5 separate regions of the Mus musculus genome follow, and all the other regions are linked to region 4. Evidence: chromatin contacts called from public Hi-C and HiChIP or PLAC-seq data. All regions are on one chromosome and are shown on one strand. Each heading gives the region's core, a stretch centred on a gene start, on an enhancer-like site or on the middle of the called end of the contact. The rest is flanking DNA. Distances are from core to core; before and after follow the strand shown. Region 1 has its middle 15 kb from the start of Gm35388. Region 2 overlaps Fndc3a (fibronectin type III domain containing 3A). Region 3 has its middle 30 kb from the start of Fndc3a. Region 4 has its middle 17 kb from the start of Gm41207. Region 5 overlaps Fndc3a (fibronectin type III domain containing 3A).

Region 1 (2,700 bases), core at 82-2,581, 200 kb after region 4:
CTTTGCCTCTATCTGGAAGGCTCCGCCTCTGCTAGTCATGTGACTCCTCTCAGCTTCTTCAGGCTTTGTTCCCTGTCACCTTCTGGGTGAGGAATACTTTGATGAGCTTCCTAAAGTCACAATCAACCACTCTTTTCACTACCAAAGTTCTTTATTGGGCTCTAGTTTTCACACACATTAATGCCCAGTCATAGAACAAGCGGCTCATTGATCATTTAGTTATTTCCACAAAGCTGAAACATAACCTGTACGAAGTAGAAATTCCTTTCTTTGACCATTAAAGAGAGCCAATAGAAGGCACACAGTAAATATCTGTTGACTGGATAGATGAGAATGAATGGAAAGGGTTCTGTCCAGGTAAAAGTGGATTCTTAACAACAGGCATCTTTTAGGGGAAAACAATTCTCCTCCCCATGGCTTCTGAAGTTTTAATTCCATGGTCAATTTATTTCCAGGCCATATTCCCCCAAATCCAATTTAAGTTGGGATTTTCCCAAGTCAATTAGATGGGGCTTAAATTAGAAAAGGTATATAAATTCAGCTGACACTGCCCTTGGCACAGCCCAAGTGCCTGATAAATTATTTCTCCTCTTCTTTGCAATCACTAAAGGATTTGAATATCCTGAAGGAGTAGGTTGCAGATTTCTCTCATATGTGTTATATGAATGTGTGCGTGTGCGTGTGTGCGTGTGTGTGTGTGTGTGTGTGTGTGTGTGTGTGTGTGTGTGTGTGTGTGTGTGTGTATTGACAGAAACAAATGGTCTGGGGCCACACACACTGAGCCAGGAGCTGCCCTTCCAGTCTTGTGGATAAGTAATGATGTAGCAATGTGGTGACCTTATGGAGTAACAGTGTTACAACAATGAGTGATACATTTCTGCCTTCCGCAGGCAACAATCTTCTCTCAGTTTGTAACTATGTGTTACAATTTGTAACTATTTGTAACTACTGACCTCCCTTCCTTGCCTCTCAGTAGCCTCTGGAAATCTGTGTGATTGCACCACACAAACATAAGAAGACCCAGAGGAAATAAAAGCCAGATCGAGTTCACCATCACATACTGCACCACCACTATCTATTCACAGGTTGGTTCAATCTTATCATAGGGACTTAGCTTTCTAGATACCAATGAAGTCACTTGGCAGTGTCTACCCTTACTGCAGAGGCACATGTATTTCTTAAAGCAGAACCTGGGTGCTGACATTTGCCCCCACACGGCTTTCTCTTTTCTTTTTTTGACTTTGCAATGAAATCATAATTCATTTCTCTGCAGGGCACCTTCCAGTAAGTTTGTGGCTATAACATCGGTGAAATACAAACCACATCCTGGAGTCTCTAGAAGAAGTAAGAACCCACTTGAAAATGTCTAGAGGGGAGGTTGGAGGTGGCTCAGTGGTTAGGATCTGAGTTTGGATTGCCATTGTCCACGTAAAAGCTGACAACAGCAGCGCACCCCAGCACAGGCAGGTTCCAGGGGCTCACTGGCCAGCCAGTCTCGTCAAAACAGTGAGCTCCAGGTTCAGTGAGAGACCCCCATCTCTTTGTCAGGTATAGAAGCAATTGAGAAAAATGCCCAAACATCATCAAACTCTGGCTTCTTCAGTCACCTGTGTGGGCAAGCACACGGGCATGTACATGAGTGTGCACATATGCATGTACATGCACACACACACACACACCTGCATGCATGCATGCATACGTACATATGTACATACATACATAAAAGAAAACTAAAGAGACAGAAATTGCAAGTGAGAAGGCCTCTTACTCTTCTATACACAGTATCTCATTTCATTCACTCAAGAGATGAGTGTCACAAAGATATAGATAAGAAAACTATCAAAAACTTATTTTCAGAAAGTGAAACTAGGTCACTGTGTCTACCAGGGTAAATTCCCACAAACCTGGCTTAAAGAGACAGAGGCTCATCCTCTTGCCATTCTGGAAACCTGATCCTGGTTTCCAAAAGCCTGGATCCTAGCATCAAAGTTTTGTCTCAACAGAATCATTCATTCACTTTCACTCATTCATTTAACAAATATTTACCGAATGTCTTCCATGCATTACAAGGACTGGAAGTTTCTGGGAGCTCCTGAAAGAGTCCCTCCTTGCATCTCTCCTAGTCACTAGCCAGCAATCCCCAGTGTCCTGTGTTCCAATCTCAACCTTGCTGTATAGCACAGCCTTCTATTAGCTTATTAAGATACTACTCATTGAGTTTATAGCAAAAAAAAAAAAAGAAAGAAAGAAAGAAAGAAAGAAAGAAAGAAAAAAAACTCTAAGCTAGTCACATCTGTGTTGATTGTTTTTTGTCAACATAGCTAGTGTCATTTGGGAAGAAGAACCTCAATTTTAAAACTCCCTCCATAAGATTGGCCTGTGAGCATGTCCATGGGTTATTTCTTTTCTTGATTAATGATGGATGTCAGTGGTGCTGTCCCTGGGCTGGTGGTCCTGGGTTCTATAAGAAAGCAGGCTGTGCAAGCTATGTAGAGCAAGCCAGTAGGCAGCACCCCTCTGTGGTCTGTGTTTCAGTTCCTGCCTCCAGGCTCCTGCCCTCGGAGATGGAGTATGGCTTAGTTTGTAAAATGAAACAATTCCTTTCCACGCCTAAGCTGATTTTGTTCAGTGTTTTACCACATCAAGAGAAAACGAATGAGGACAACCGTCTGACCCCACAACCTCCTTACATCTCCAAAG
Region 2 (2,740 bases), core at 185-2,684, 250 kb before region 4:
GACATTTTTTTGCCCACCTTAATTCACAGAAAATGTACGGTTATCAATTTATAAACTTGTTATATTTCTCTTTTTCTTCCTTTTCTCTTCGTTCCCACTGGTCACCAGTTTTTTCTGCACCCAAAATACTGTCTAGTGCATCTCCCCCAGCCCCTTTGGGGTAAGTGGAGGGTCTAAATTTAAAGAAAAAAGTCTAAATATTTCTTAAAAATCTATTTTTAAAAGTTACATTTAGCTGGCTTTTGATTTATACAATCAAAGTTGCCAAAATTATCAAATAATGTAGGAAAAAAGAAAACTTAAAATTTTATCAAATGAAGCAAACATGCCCAAATTATTTTCTATGCATCTATGTTCATCAAAGCAATGTTTTCTCAGCTCCTAAAGAGATAATTCCGTTTATTACTTTAATAATTCATAATCATCCTAATTTCAATTACACCAAGATTCTAACTAAAGGTTTTAACCTTCCATTTTCTAGAGGGAGAAGGTAGAGGGCAGGAGTAAGCCTGTGACCTTCCTCTAGGAAGCACATCATGCCGCAGAGTCCCTGGTCTGGCTGAGGTCCCCCTGGAACTCATAGGTCCCTTCCTGCTTTCTCAATCACAGCACTGTTTCATGCAATTCCTTAATGTTCTTTTTATTAGCGGTCTACTAACCTCGTGGGGGCATGGGGATGAATTCTATGCTGCTCACCAATCTTTTAGATAGTGAATACACATACTTAGCAATAATTATTTAAATTAAGTGAATTTAAAAAACAACCTCTGGGTCATATTTCAAGACTTACTAATTTATTCAATTCAGTATTTCCTGTAATCTACAACAATTATAAAATGCAATCAATATTTAGGTCCCTGAAAGAATGACTATTACAAGTATGTTCTCTCTACCACCATGGCTGAATTTTAATGCTATTTTCTAACGTTTTCAGTTGAAAAAGAGGCTTTTAAGCTTGCAGTTAGAGAAAGGCACCTTCTAAGTATACCCCATGCACAGATTGTACAAATGGAGGAAGAAGCTAAGCACTAATGTGTAAGAGGTATCATCTATTTCCTGACTGTGGATGTCATGTGACCAGCTGCCTCCAGCTCCTGCTGCTGGACTTTGCTGCCATGCTGGCCTGAAAGAATTCTGCTCCAAGCTGCTGCTGTCACAGGACTTCATCACAACAGGGGAAGCAACGAAGACAGTCTCTCAACAGTTGCCTTCTATGATATATTTTTATTGAAATATTTCTTAAAAACCCATTCAGAATTGTGTATAGTTCCTAAAGTATCTTTTTTTCTAAAGAGCTGCAACCAGCTACTATAAATCAGAAATCCTAGTCACTGATTCATCATGTGAATCAGTTAATTATGTAAACTCCAGCCAATGGACAAGAGTTCTTAAGAAAGAGGGTGAGTATCTTACACGCCTATTTCTTTTCCTGTCCTTTTTCATTCTGTGTGGGACAGGACAGTGTGCAACCTTGACTAGAGCAATCTCCTAAGTATGACATAGAGCATAGAGACTCTACCTAACTACTGCCTATCTCTAGGTCAATTTTTATGAGAGGGGGAAAAACAAAGTTCATACTATTTGTCTTGGCTTTCTATTGTTATGTCACAATGACCACAAAGACATATTAGTCGCTCACAGTTGTGAGATTCAGAATCTGGCCTGTGTGACTGGTTTCTCTGGCCAAGGTCCCACAAGATGAAAACCAAAGTGGTAGACAGATTGTATTCTTATCTGGAGGTTGATGTACTTTTCCAAGCTCCTCTGGCATGGAAGAACTCGATCTTAGAATTATAAGCAAAAGGGTACCATGTCCTCCTGACTACCATCTGAGGCCACAACTCCTTGAACACACTCAAAGTCTGTTTCCGGTCCACATTTCCATGTTCAAGGCCAGCACACAAACTCTTGGACTTGTAGAATGCCTTGCTGTGCTCTGATGTTCTCCTGGAAGAGGCCTGTCCCTTTAAAAAGCTCACATGACCAGGTAAGATTCGTCCTGATTTCTTAAGTCAACTGTATACAGAGAATAAGCCAGAGAAACAAAATTCATCAAAGTAAGTTTGAAAAATTATATAGGATTTATACAAAAGGGGCAATGACCTTGGACTATCTTTGAATTCTGTAACATTACTTCAGGTCTCTGCTACTTTAAAAGATTATTTAAATGAAATTATATACATATTATATATATAATATGTATTTTTAACAATTGCAATGTTCAGTAGTAACTATAATTACATTGCTGTGTAACCACCACCTCCAGCCATCTTTGGAGCTGAACTATGAACTCACCGAGGAACCATCCTCTACTTTCCTTTCCCCAGGCCCCGACAACCACCACCACACACATGTCTCTATGACTATGTCTACTCCCAGTACCGCAGTGGAATCATTTGGCATTTATTTGCCCTTTTATGACTGGCTTATTTAACTTAACTGCTATGTATCATTGCATCTGATGCCCATACACATAAAAAGACTGAGGACTTCCAATAGGAGAAAAAACAGAAAATATAAACGCTATTAACATTATTCATTAAAAGTAACTGATTCTGGTTGTCTATATTTTGCTTTTAAACATAACTCGCGATGTTACCCTAATTCAACTGTATACTCTATAGTTTCTTTTGAAAAGTAACATTCACATAGGTCTCTAGGAGAATGAGGACTATTTCAGAATGTACTCCGGGAGAATTACTAAATAGAAAAAGGGGGGTGGAGCTGCATTTATGAATGG
Region 3 (2,818 bases), core at 245-2,744, 150 kb before region 4:
CCCATTTCAGCACATACCGGCCAGATGACACTTCTGTACTTCTCAGCCTCTCATTTACCATCCTGTTTGGGCAGGGTGCATTTCACCTTACTCTGTTTTAAGACACTGTTTCAGTATTGTGTCCTCTAGTGATACTGTTTTCATGGGCAGAGAACATCCCACACTTCTTTTTATTTCTGGGGTAGTTTGTATACATTTGTAGTTTAACTAACATGATATTGTGGGATTATGTGGGTGTATGCGTGTGTGTGTGTGTGTGTGTGTGTGTGTGGTGTATGTTTATATGTATGTGAACGTGTATATGTGTGCGTGTCTGTGTCTGTGTGTATGCATGCATGCCTGTGTATATAGGCCAAAGTAGGGTTTTGTGTGTCCTGCTCTATAACTCTCTGTCATATTTCCTTGAGACAGGATCCCTTATTAAATTAAAGTCTAGGCTGGCAGCCAGCAAGTCCCAGCAATCTTCCTGTCTACTACTCACAGCACTGGGGACACAGTTGTTCAGGAAGCCATTTATTCACGTAGCCATACTTACTAGCAGATCATCTTTTAACTGTTTGGAGTTACATTTTGCTTCTCTCACCTAGACTGAAAGCCACTGAAAGGTGGGGGCTATCCTATTTATGCCTGAGTCTCCAGGCTTAGCTTATTGACCGATCCAGAGTTACCACTCAATACACGGCTGGGTGAAAGTCAGAGTCAGCGGTTTATTGGATTTGCATAGGATACATCTTACTTTCACAATGGTGACAGAAACAACATAACCAGAGTGTTCTTATTACATTGAACTCCATGGAGGAAAGCCACCGACGGGCCTCTAGTTTGCATGGGTTCTGCAGATAAAGTTGTCTAATTCCCCAAAATCCTGAGCGAGAAAAAAACTGTACATTGCTCAGGAGAACAATGTGTTCTTTGACACCAACTGTGAAAGCTTTCAAAACAAAAATGTAAATTTTCTTTGCCTCTAGGCTGTTTTCACTAGTCTTTCTCATTTACGAGCTCACTTGTTTTCTTTATACACAACGGATTTTTTAGAGTACTCTGTTGTTAAGAAGCGTTCGGGCAACCTCTAGTCAACCTATTTAGATTTCAGTGTTCTTATCTGTGTAATGAGGCTAATGGTACTAAGCTGTTCTCCCAGGGATGCTTGATTAAATATGTGTCTTGACACTGCACAGGCCCTGCGTACATCAGCAAGGATTTTCAAAAATAAAATGTCCTATATGCCCAGAAAATGGTTCCATTTGGCATTGTTTGAAGAGCAGGCACATTTCCACAAGGGAACACTTGCACCATCAGCAAGCATTCCAAAATAGATCTGAGGTAAAAAATTGTTATGACTGCAGCTAATGTTTTATTTGGGGTTGATAAGACAGGCAAGTATGTCAAAACATCTCCACCCATTATTTTTAATGGGGGAGAGCAAGCTTTAGTGAAATGTGCAATTCCTATTCTGCAGTCAGTATCCTTGCTGGCAGAAGATGTTCTAGTCTTTTCACCCTACGTATGCTGCATTGGATTTGCCCAGAGTGTCTTCCTTGTTACTTTAAGTGGGACCAGAGCCCAGAATTCCTGTGGTCATGCCCTGCCCAGCATATTTTCCTGTCCTTTAATGGGGCAACAGGGGCTGCGCTGCTCTTCCTCACAGCCTTGGCCTCGATGAATGGTCTCTCTTTCCATAACTCATTTTTCTACCATCCTGGATAACTCCTTTACTCTTTCTACCTCTTATAGAAAAGATGTCAGTTTCCTTCCCAGTCCTGGGTGGGCCCTGAGAGACAAGAGAGGAAAAGACACCAGAGAAAGGTGACAATAAATGGGAACCAGGGAGACAGTCAAAACAAATGCACCCCGCTTTACTTCCGAGATGCCAAGAGGCAGTAGGAGGAGTTTAGGAATTTTCATGAAAACAAAGCGTGGGACAGTACTGTGACTTCTATCCTCCTTTCATCTGGTCTCAACCCAGGTTGAATGATAGGTGAGTTAGCTAATTCTTGCTTCTATTATAGACACCTATGAAAGAGGAACTGCAGTCCAAATAGGGGAACTGGTGTGTGCAAAAGTTTGAGGACTGGGTAGAATCGATCTCTGGTCCATTCTTCCTCTGCAGTCTAACTTGGTGTGCAACAGAATCCGATGGAAATACTCTTTAACCTTAAGAACACCTTTTAAGGAAGCATAGTGGACCCAAAGAAGATAATGCCTTACAAACATCAGAAGTCAGATGAACCCAGTGAATTCTCACAAACCAAACACGCTCATTAACAAGAGCAATTTGAGAAACACTTCTCTCAATGTTTGCTTTTACAGTTTAGTTTTCAGGGACCATTCTCTGATTCACTGAATCAGAAACTCAAGAGCTGGAAGCTCATGCCACGTGTTTACGTAAATTCCCCCAGCAAGCCTTTTGCACCCACGCAGGCAACCTGTTTTATTTGTAAACTCTGCTCAGCTCACAGGACTCATGGCTTGGGTAGGGTGAGACACTAGGGAAAGTCTCAGTCTGGGAGGAAGGTGGACTAAGGTATTGCCCTTTTTAGAGAAATGTTCTAACAGTAGTTTGAGAAGGGACAGATGGCAATCCCCCTCTAGTTGCCACTTAGCCTTCATTTCTCTTTTACTGTTTTCTCACTTGGTAATAGAACCCCAGTTTCAGCGAAGTAAATAGTCACCAAGCACACACATATATGGCCTCATTTGAGGTCAAATGTGACTGTGAAACTAACTTTTAGCCATTCAGGCTTTCCGTGGAAATGTCATGTGTGAACTGGAAAAGTAGTTAAAGGTGTAGTTAAAGGTGAAGTACACTCTTCCTGAT
Region 4 (2,700 bases), core at 37-2,536:
TAACTGTAAAATAACCTGCCCTTTCTCCTGCACAACCAAGGAGGGAGATGCCTGTCGAAGTGCTCCCACCACATCTTTCCCTCTGTGGCCTTCCTGTTGCCTCTGCCCTCACTTCAGCCCAGCTGTGCCCCTAATTTAAAGCAGTCACTTGGAACTCAAAATTCAACTTTAGTGTTTCCATTGCATCAGAGTTGCTAAAAATAATCTATTGATAAGCCTCCTATTTAAACAGCTGTCTCATTTATTCTTCCCTAATATTCTTTTTTAAAGGGTCTACCTTGTATCATTTCGGTTCTATGTAGTTTTCGAGATACTTTGAAAGACACAGATTAAATAAATATGCAGTTTGTCAATTCCAATAGCCACGATGGAATTGTGGGATAGGGTAATGTGATAAGGTAAAAATGACTGACCAGAGTGTAATGTGCAAAAATTAATTAATTAATTAATTAATAATTTTCTAAGACAGGGTTTCTCTGTGTAGCCCTAACTGGCTCTGTAGACCAGGCTAGCCTCCAACACAGATATTACCTGCCTCTGTGTCTTGGTTGCTGAGATTAAAAGAATATCCACCACCACCTGACTGCAAAACAAACAAAGAATTTAGTGTTTATCTTACTGATAAAATCTGAATATTATGTACTGAATATTTGTGCCCTTCCCTAATTAATATACTGAAATCTTATCCTCTAATGTGATGGCATCAAGAGACAAGAGTCTTGTGGGGAAGTTGACCAAGTCATGAGAGTGAGGCTTTCAGGAATGGGATGAGTAACCCCTGAGAGAGGCCCTATGGAGCTCTTGGTTTTTCTATCACATGAGGATACAGGAAAACTTCAGTCTGATGCTGGGGAAACGGTCCCCCACTGAAGCCTCATTATGCTGACCCCTGATCTTGAACCTCCAGCCCAGAAATAAATGTCTATTGCCACTGAGTCTATGAGACACTGTCACAGCAGCCTATGAGACACCCTGTAACGATATGACAGTCCTTCTAGAAAAGAACTCAGGGAAGAGACACAGAGACTCTGGAATGTTCACTCCAGATTACAAATAGCGTTAAGAAAAGTCCTCTGTGTACTTAGGTGTGAGAGCTACTCAGTGTATGCTAGATGTAGTGACTCATTCCTGAAGAACAGAGTGGAAAAAAAAGAACAGACACGGTAAAGGAAAAACTTGAGAAATACCACCCCAAGCGCATGACGAAGCACACAACCCTCGGTGGTAGCATATAGTAGTCACGTATCCCTAAGCTGGAGCAACAAAAACTGCACGTAACCTCTATGGTATTTCCCCCTAAATCCTGAAACACGATCTTATCAGAAGAAAAACAACAGACTAAGCCAGACCCAGTGCTGCGCTACGAAACATCTGACCGGTGTTTCTTGAAACTGTCAAAGTCAATATGGGGCAACTCTAAAACCAGGGCCAGAAGGGCAGATGACCCAACGCAGCAGGGATGACTGCAACACAGTGTGGCAGAGCCTGGGGTCCCCAAACAACAAGGGATGTTTTCGTTAAAAAGCAAAATCCAAATTAGGTTTGGAATTTAGAAAATAGTAATATACTATTTTTGTTTCCTAGTTTTGACTAATATACCCTTAGGGAAAACCAAAACTGGATTAGGGGTATGTAGGAACTCTGTCATTTTCACAACTTTTCTGTGAATCTTAAATTGTTCCAAATAAAAACGAGTTTAGGAAGAAAAAAAAAACAGAAAAACTCTATGTCAGTGTGTGGTAATTTGTGGTGGATTATCAAGTGGTAAGTGACTTGTGGCATGTAGATTAGAGTGCTCTTTAGGAAGCCAGTGTGGAGAGACTTCTCAGAACAGTGACAGAAAGTGCCGTGGGAGATAGGCTGAGAAAACGAGCACCTCTCAGATGAGAGGGTCAGCAGGGATGAAAGGTGAGCCACGGGGGTTCTGGTCAGAGACTAATACAAATGAGCTCAAGAGAGACGTGGCCAGGCTGCTGCAGGAGGATGGAGACATCCGGTAAGGAGCAGCGCGGCTAGCAAGTCCGGAACAGGAACCTGAGAATGCGGGTGCAACATTGGGGGATTGTCTGAAAAGAAAGCCACAACAAAACCGTTCGGCTGGTTCCTCGGTCATGTTAGCCCCACACACCTCTTAAGCCTCAGACAGCCTCGAAGGCTGGTGTGAGATGAAAAGATTAGAAAGCCAAGCTGGACAGTTGGCATCCATTCTCTTCAAAATAAACCTTTAAACCCATTTCCAGCCAGAGGTATGGTTTGAAAAATATCTCTTAAGCCGGAGGTCACGGCTGCTTGTGGAAAAGATCGATGACCATACAGAATCATCCCATTTACTCTGTCACTTCTACATTCATAGGTCAAGCTGCTGAGCATTATTACATGAAGAAAAATGATGGACTGTCTAGCTCAGAGCTGAAGGAAGACAATGCCAAAAAAAAAAAAGAAGAAGTAGCTACTTTTCCATGGTTGGGCTTTGGTCTTGACTTGGCCTACAGCACCCTTTGTTACCTACAGCAGCCTTGACCATCTTTTGAAGCAACCAGAGGCCACTGACTCTGATTGTCACCACTTTGGTGCACACTCAGCACTATGTACCCTGTTGTTAAAAGTCTCAGTCAATAAAATGATTGCTTGTAACCACCAAGACCTGAATTCAGCTCCCAGAACCATGTACAAATCCAGGTGTGGTAGTGCGGACATGAA
Region 5 (2,700 bases), core at 101-2,600, 240 kb before region 4:
GCACAGAAATGTGTCCTTGTACAGAATGCTGATACAGGAGTCAGCTCCCTTAAGGTCTGGTGAACACTGAGGCAGTCTGTACAGTACACAACTCTTCAGGTCCTGCAGGAGGCTGTTGCTGCTAGATATTAAAATCAAATGAAAGGAGTTATGAAGAGATAACTTACAGGATGCAGCCACAAACTGACTCTTGAAATACAAGCTGTTTATCATTCTGAGATTAAGCCATCCCTACATTTTAAAATACAATAAAACAATCTGTTTTTTCATCTGCTAGTGTATTGGGGAAAATCAATATTATATTAATTAAAATGCTTTCTTGATTAATATTTATGAATAATCTGGAAGGCACACAAGTAAGCTATGTGATCAGAAATTTATATTCCATGTGATTCATAGTGAAAACAAAAAATTCTATTTGAAGAAAAGTTAGTAAAGATGGCAAAGCTTTTTAAATGTCTATACTGCTTATATATTCTCTTGTCTAGATCCTTTCAGGAATATTGATTATTTGTGTATTACCCAACTGCAGCACAGATATTTTAGATTAACTTAGTGATATTTCTAATACATGTAGGGTTCCAAGTTTGACTTGTGACTCCTGGCTAAGGTATTTTAAAAGATTCACCATCAGGCTCAGCTATGTAGTGATAGGAAAGGGGCACTGAAAACTGTCAGCCTATGGTATCACAGCCAATGCTAATCAGAGAGTGTGACGAGTCCTTCACCCTCAGAAGTATTACAGTCTAGATGTTAACAAGGTAGGGAGTGACCCACCTCCATGGATTCTTTAATTTAAAGCCATGACTATTAGGTAGTAGTAAGAACCAAAAAGGATACAAAGAATTGTAAAAAATACAAATCCAAAGCGTTCAGGTACTAGTACTAGTTGAAAGGTAAAATAAGCACTTCAAATTAAACATAACATACGTAATTTCCTAACAACTAAAAGGAATGTTGCACGCAGGTACAGTACAAAGGCACCTGGGAAGTCAGTTTCTCAACAGCTGGTATCAAGGGGTTTCAAAGCAGTCTGGGCTCACCTTCTCTTAGCAGTTACACCCAGAACTCACAATATCTCTATTTGCTGAGTACTGCAGAGGTAACAGGTCCAGTTTCAAGTATAATGTATGCTTATGAATGTGGTGGTTTGAATGGAAATGCCCCCCACAATCCCACAGGGAGTAGCACTATAAGGTCTTGTTGGAGTAAGCATGGCCTTGTAAGAGAAAGTATATCACTGGGGTGGGCTTTGAGTTCTCAGAAGCTCAAGCCAGGCCTAGTGGCTAACTGTCTCTTCCTGCTGCCTTCAAATCCAAATATAGAATCCTCAGCTACCTCTCCAACATCCTGTCTACCTGAATGCCACCATGCTTCCCACCTTGACAATAATGGACTAAACATCTAACCTACAAGCCAGCCCCAATTAAATGTTTTCCTTTATAAGAGCTGCCATGGTCACGGTGTCTCTAAACAGCAATAAGACCCCAAGTAAGGCAGTTATTCTTACCCTGATCTAATACTGATGGGAACAAGAGCTGAACTGATACGAAATGTATTACTGAACTTAAATAACCCACAGCACCTTATAACAAGCTACTAAGAAACAGCTAATGTTTAACTCAGCTTCTCTAACTCCAAAGACACTGACTTTTTGTTTGTCTGTTTGCTGACAGAATCTTACTATCTCAGTGATAAGGGTACTGAGCTGCTGGAAAGGTTGGCTTGTTCTGATGGACAAAGGGGGACTTCTGTCCCATGACACTGCTTATCTCTGGCTTTGTTGGCAATCTTTGGGTAGTGAATTTAAGCAAGTCAAAGACCTGAATCTTCATCATATGTCATCATACCACATCCGCTCTTGTCCAAGTTTCCCCTTTTATGATACTAGTGACAGTGGATGAAGGGGCCACCCTAACCTTCCTGTAGCCCTCATTTTCATATATGAACACAATGCTCACTAAATGGAGGCTGCTTTGCTCCTCCTCTCAGGGGATATGGTGATGTCTGGAGAGATTTCTATTTGTTCTGAATCTCGGAGGGTAAGAAATAACGAGTGTATAGAAGACAGGGAACTCTACTAAACCCACTACAATTCATAGGATGGCTCCCAATAGCTGAAAAATATCCAGTCCAAAATGCTAAGGCGATGTCCAATAAAGGAAGATTGCAGTGAACGTGGGAAAACATCTGAGCTGAGTTTAAAGCAGTTGGGTTAGAACCACCTGGAATGAGGTGACAAGGGTGAATCCTAGAGAAGGAAACTCGTGCTGACTAGACAAGACAGGTTTGCAGTTAACAAGCAGACTCTTTAAAAAGCCTGAGGAAGACAGCTACAGTGTAGATCTTAAAAAGAAAAGCCTGAGGCCACACTGGAAATAAAAACAATATTAGAAAACAGAATGGACCTTTGGAGGACTGAAAGACCTGGCTAGCGTTACTTACTTTTTTTGACTAATAAAATGTACACAATAGAATTTTATAGTTAGATCAATCAAAAAAGGAGAAAGAGACTAATTAGAGTTCTACTGCAATAGTTAAATGACTGGAGTACTCAAGCTTGTGATTGTGACACAGGGAGAACGCACAAGTGTACACACTGTTACCTACCTGGAAAAATAGAAGGCAGATTTTCTCTTGTTACAGAATGTAGCAAATTATTCCTCTTACCTGTAATGCACTGAAACTGTCCATCTTCTC

The links. A called contact is a pair of places that touch in the nucleus more often than the background predicts. HiChIP or PLAC-seq counts read pairs in DNA pulled down with a chosen protein or histone mark.
Region 1: a contact with region 4 is called in a BATF HiChIP or PLAC-seq map of CD8 T cells, with 8 read pairs. The contact joins two enhancer-like sites. A contact is called at or near these places in 6 of 484 Hi-C or Micro-C datasets (the Ba/F3 cell line, group 2 innate lymphoid cells, myeloid progenitors and 2 more) and 2 of 115 datasets of contacts at active chromatin or transcription factors (CD8 T cells and extraembryonic endoderm stem cells).
Region 2: an H3K27ac HiChIP or PLAC-seq map of the NIH/3T3 cell line shows a contact between it and region 4, with 2.5 times the contacts expected there. The contact joins two enhancer-like sites. A contact is called at or near these places in 1 of 484 Hi-C or Micro-C datasets (nephron progenitors) and 3 of 115 datasets of contacts at active chromatin or transcription factors (the NIH/3T3 cell line, embryonic fibroblasts and extraembryonic endoderm stem cells).
Region 3: a Hi-C map of the N1E-115 cell line shows a contact between it and region 4, with 2.7 times the contacts expected there. The contact joins two enhancer-like sites. A contact is called at or near these places in 1 of 15 datasets of contacts at CTCF or cohesin (the NIH/3T3 cell line), 4 of 484 Hi-C or Micro-C datasets (the C2C12 cell line, the N1E-115 cell line, bone marrow-derived macrophages and 1 more) and 2 of 115 datasets of contacts at active chromatin or transcription factors (the NIH/3T3 cell line and embryonic stem cells).
Region 5: a contact with region 4 is called in an H3K27ac HiChIP or PLAC-seq map of extraembryonic endoderm stem cells. The contact joins two enhancer-like sites. A contact is called at or near these places in 2 of 115 datasets of contacts at active chromatin or transcription factors (acute myeloid leukemia and extraembryonic endoderm stem cells) and 1 of 9 other capture datasets (adipose tissue).

The regions. Positions count from the first base shown.
Region 1 is chr14:73,086,585-73,089,284 of GRCm38.p6, forward strand. No RefSeq gene overlaps it. Among named protein-coding and RNA genes, the nearest start is that of Gm35388, 15 kb to the right of the region's middle. Within about 2 kb of position 1,332, at least 35 of the 459 cell types and tissues checked have an H3K27ac peak or open chromatin away from gene starts, as enhancers often do. A contact at or near this core is called in CD8 T cells and group 2 innate lymphoid cells, where this site is marked.
Region 2 is chr14:72,632,702-72,635,441 of GRCm38.p6, forward strand. All of the region lies in intron 3 of Fndc3a (fibronectin type III domain containing 3A), which reads right to left. Among named protein-coding and RNA genes, the nearest start is that of Fndc3a, 76 kb to the right of the region's middle. Within about 2 kb of position 1,435, at least 13 of the 459 cell types and tissues checked have an H3K27ac peak or open chromatin away from gene starts, as enhancers often do. A contact at or near this core is called in the NIH/3T3 cell line, where this site is marked.
Region 3 is chr14:72,738,502-72,741,319 of GRCm38.p6, forward strand. No RefSeq gene overlaps it. Among named protein-coding and RNA genes, the nearest start is that of Fndc3a, 30 kb to the left of the region's middle. Within about 2 kb of position 1,495, at least 38 of the 459 cell types and tissues checked have an H3K27ac peak or open chromatin away from gene starts, as enhancers often do. A contact at or near this core is called in the C2C12 cell line, the N1E-115 cell line and uterus, where this site is marked.
Region 4 is chr14:72,885,890-72,888,589 of GRCm38.p6, forward strand. No RefSeq gene overlaps it. Among named protein-coding and RNA genes, the nearest start is that of Gm41207, 17 kb to the left of the region's middle. Within about 2 kb of position 1,287, at least 112 of the 459 cell types and tissues checked have an H3K27ac peak or open chromatin away from gene starts, as enhancers often do. A contact at or near this core is called in the C2C12 cell line, CD8 T cells, the N1E-115 cell line and 4 more, where this site is marked.
Region 5 is chr14:72,649,346-72,652,045 of GRCm38.p6, forward strand. Fndc3a (fibronectin type III domain containing 3A) reads right to left here. Exons shown (of 26, transcript NM_207636.2): 3 at 2,671-2,700. Among named protein-coding and RNA genes, the nearest start is that of Fndc3a, 59 kb to the right of the region's middle. Within about 2 kb of position 1,351, at least 7 of the 459 cell types and tissues checked have an H3K27ac peak or open chromatin away from gene starts, as enhancers often do. A contact at or near this core is called in extraembryonic endoderm stem cells, where this site is marked.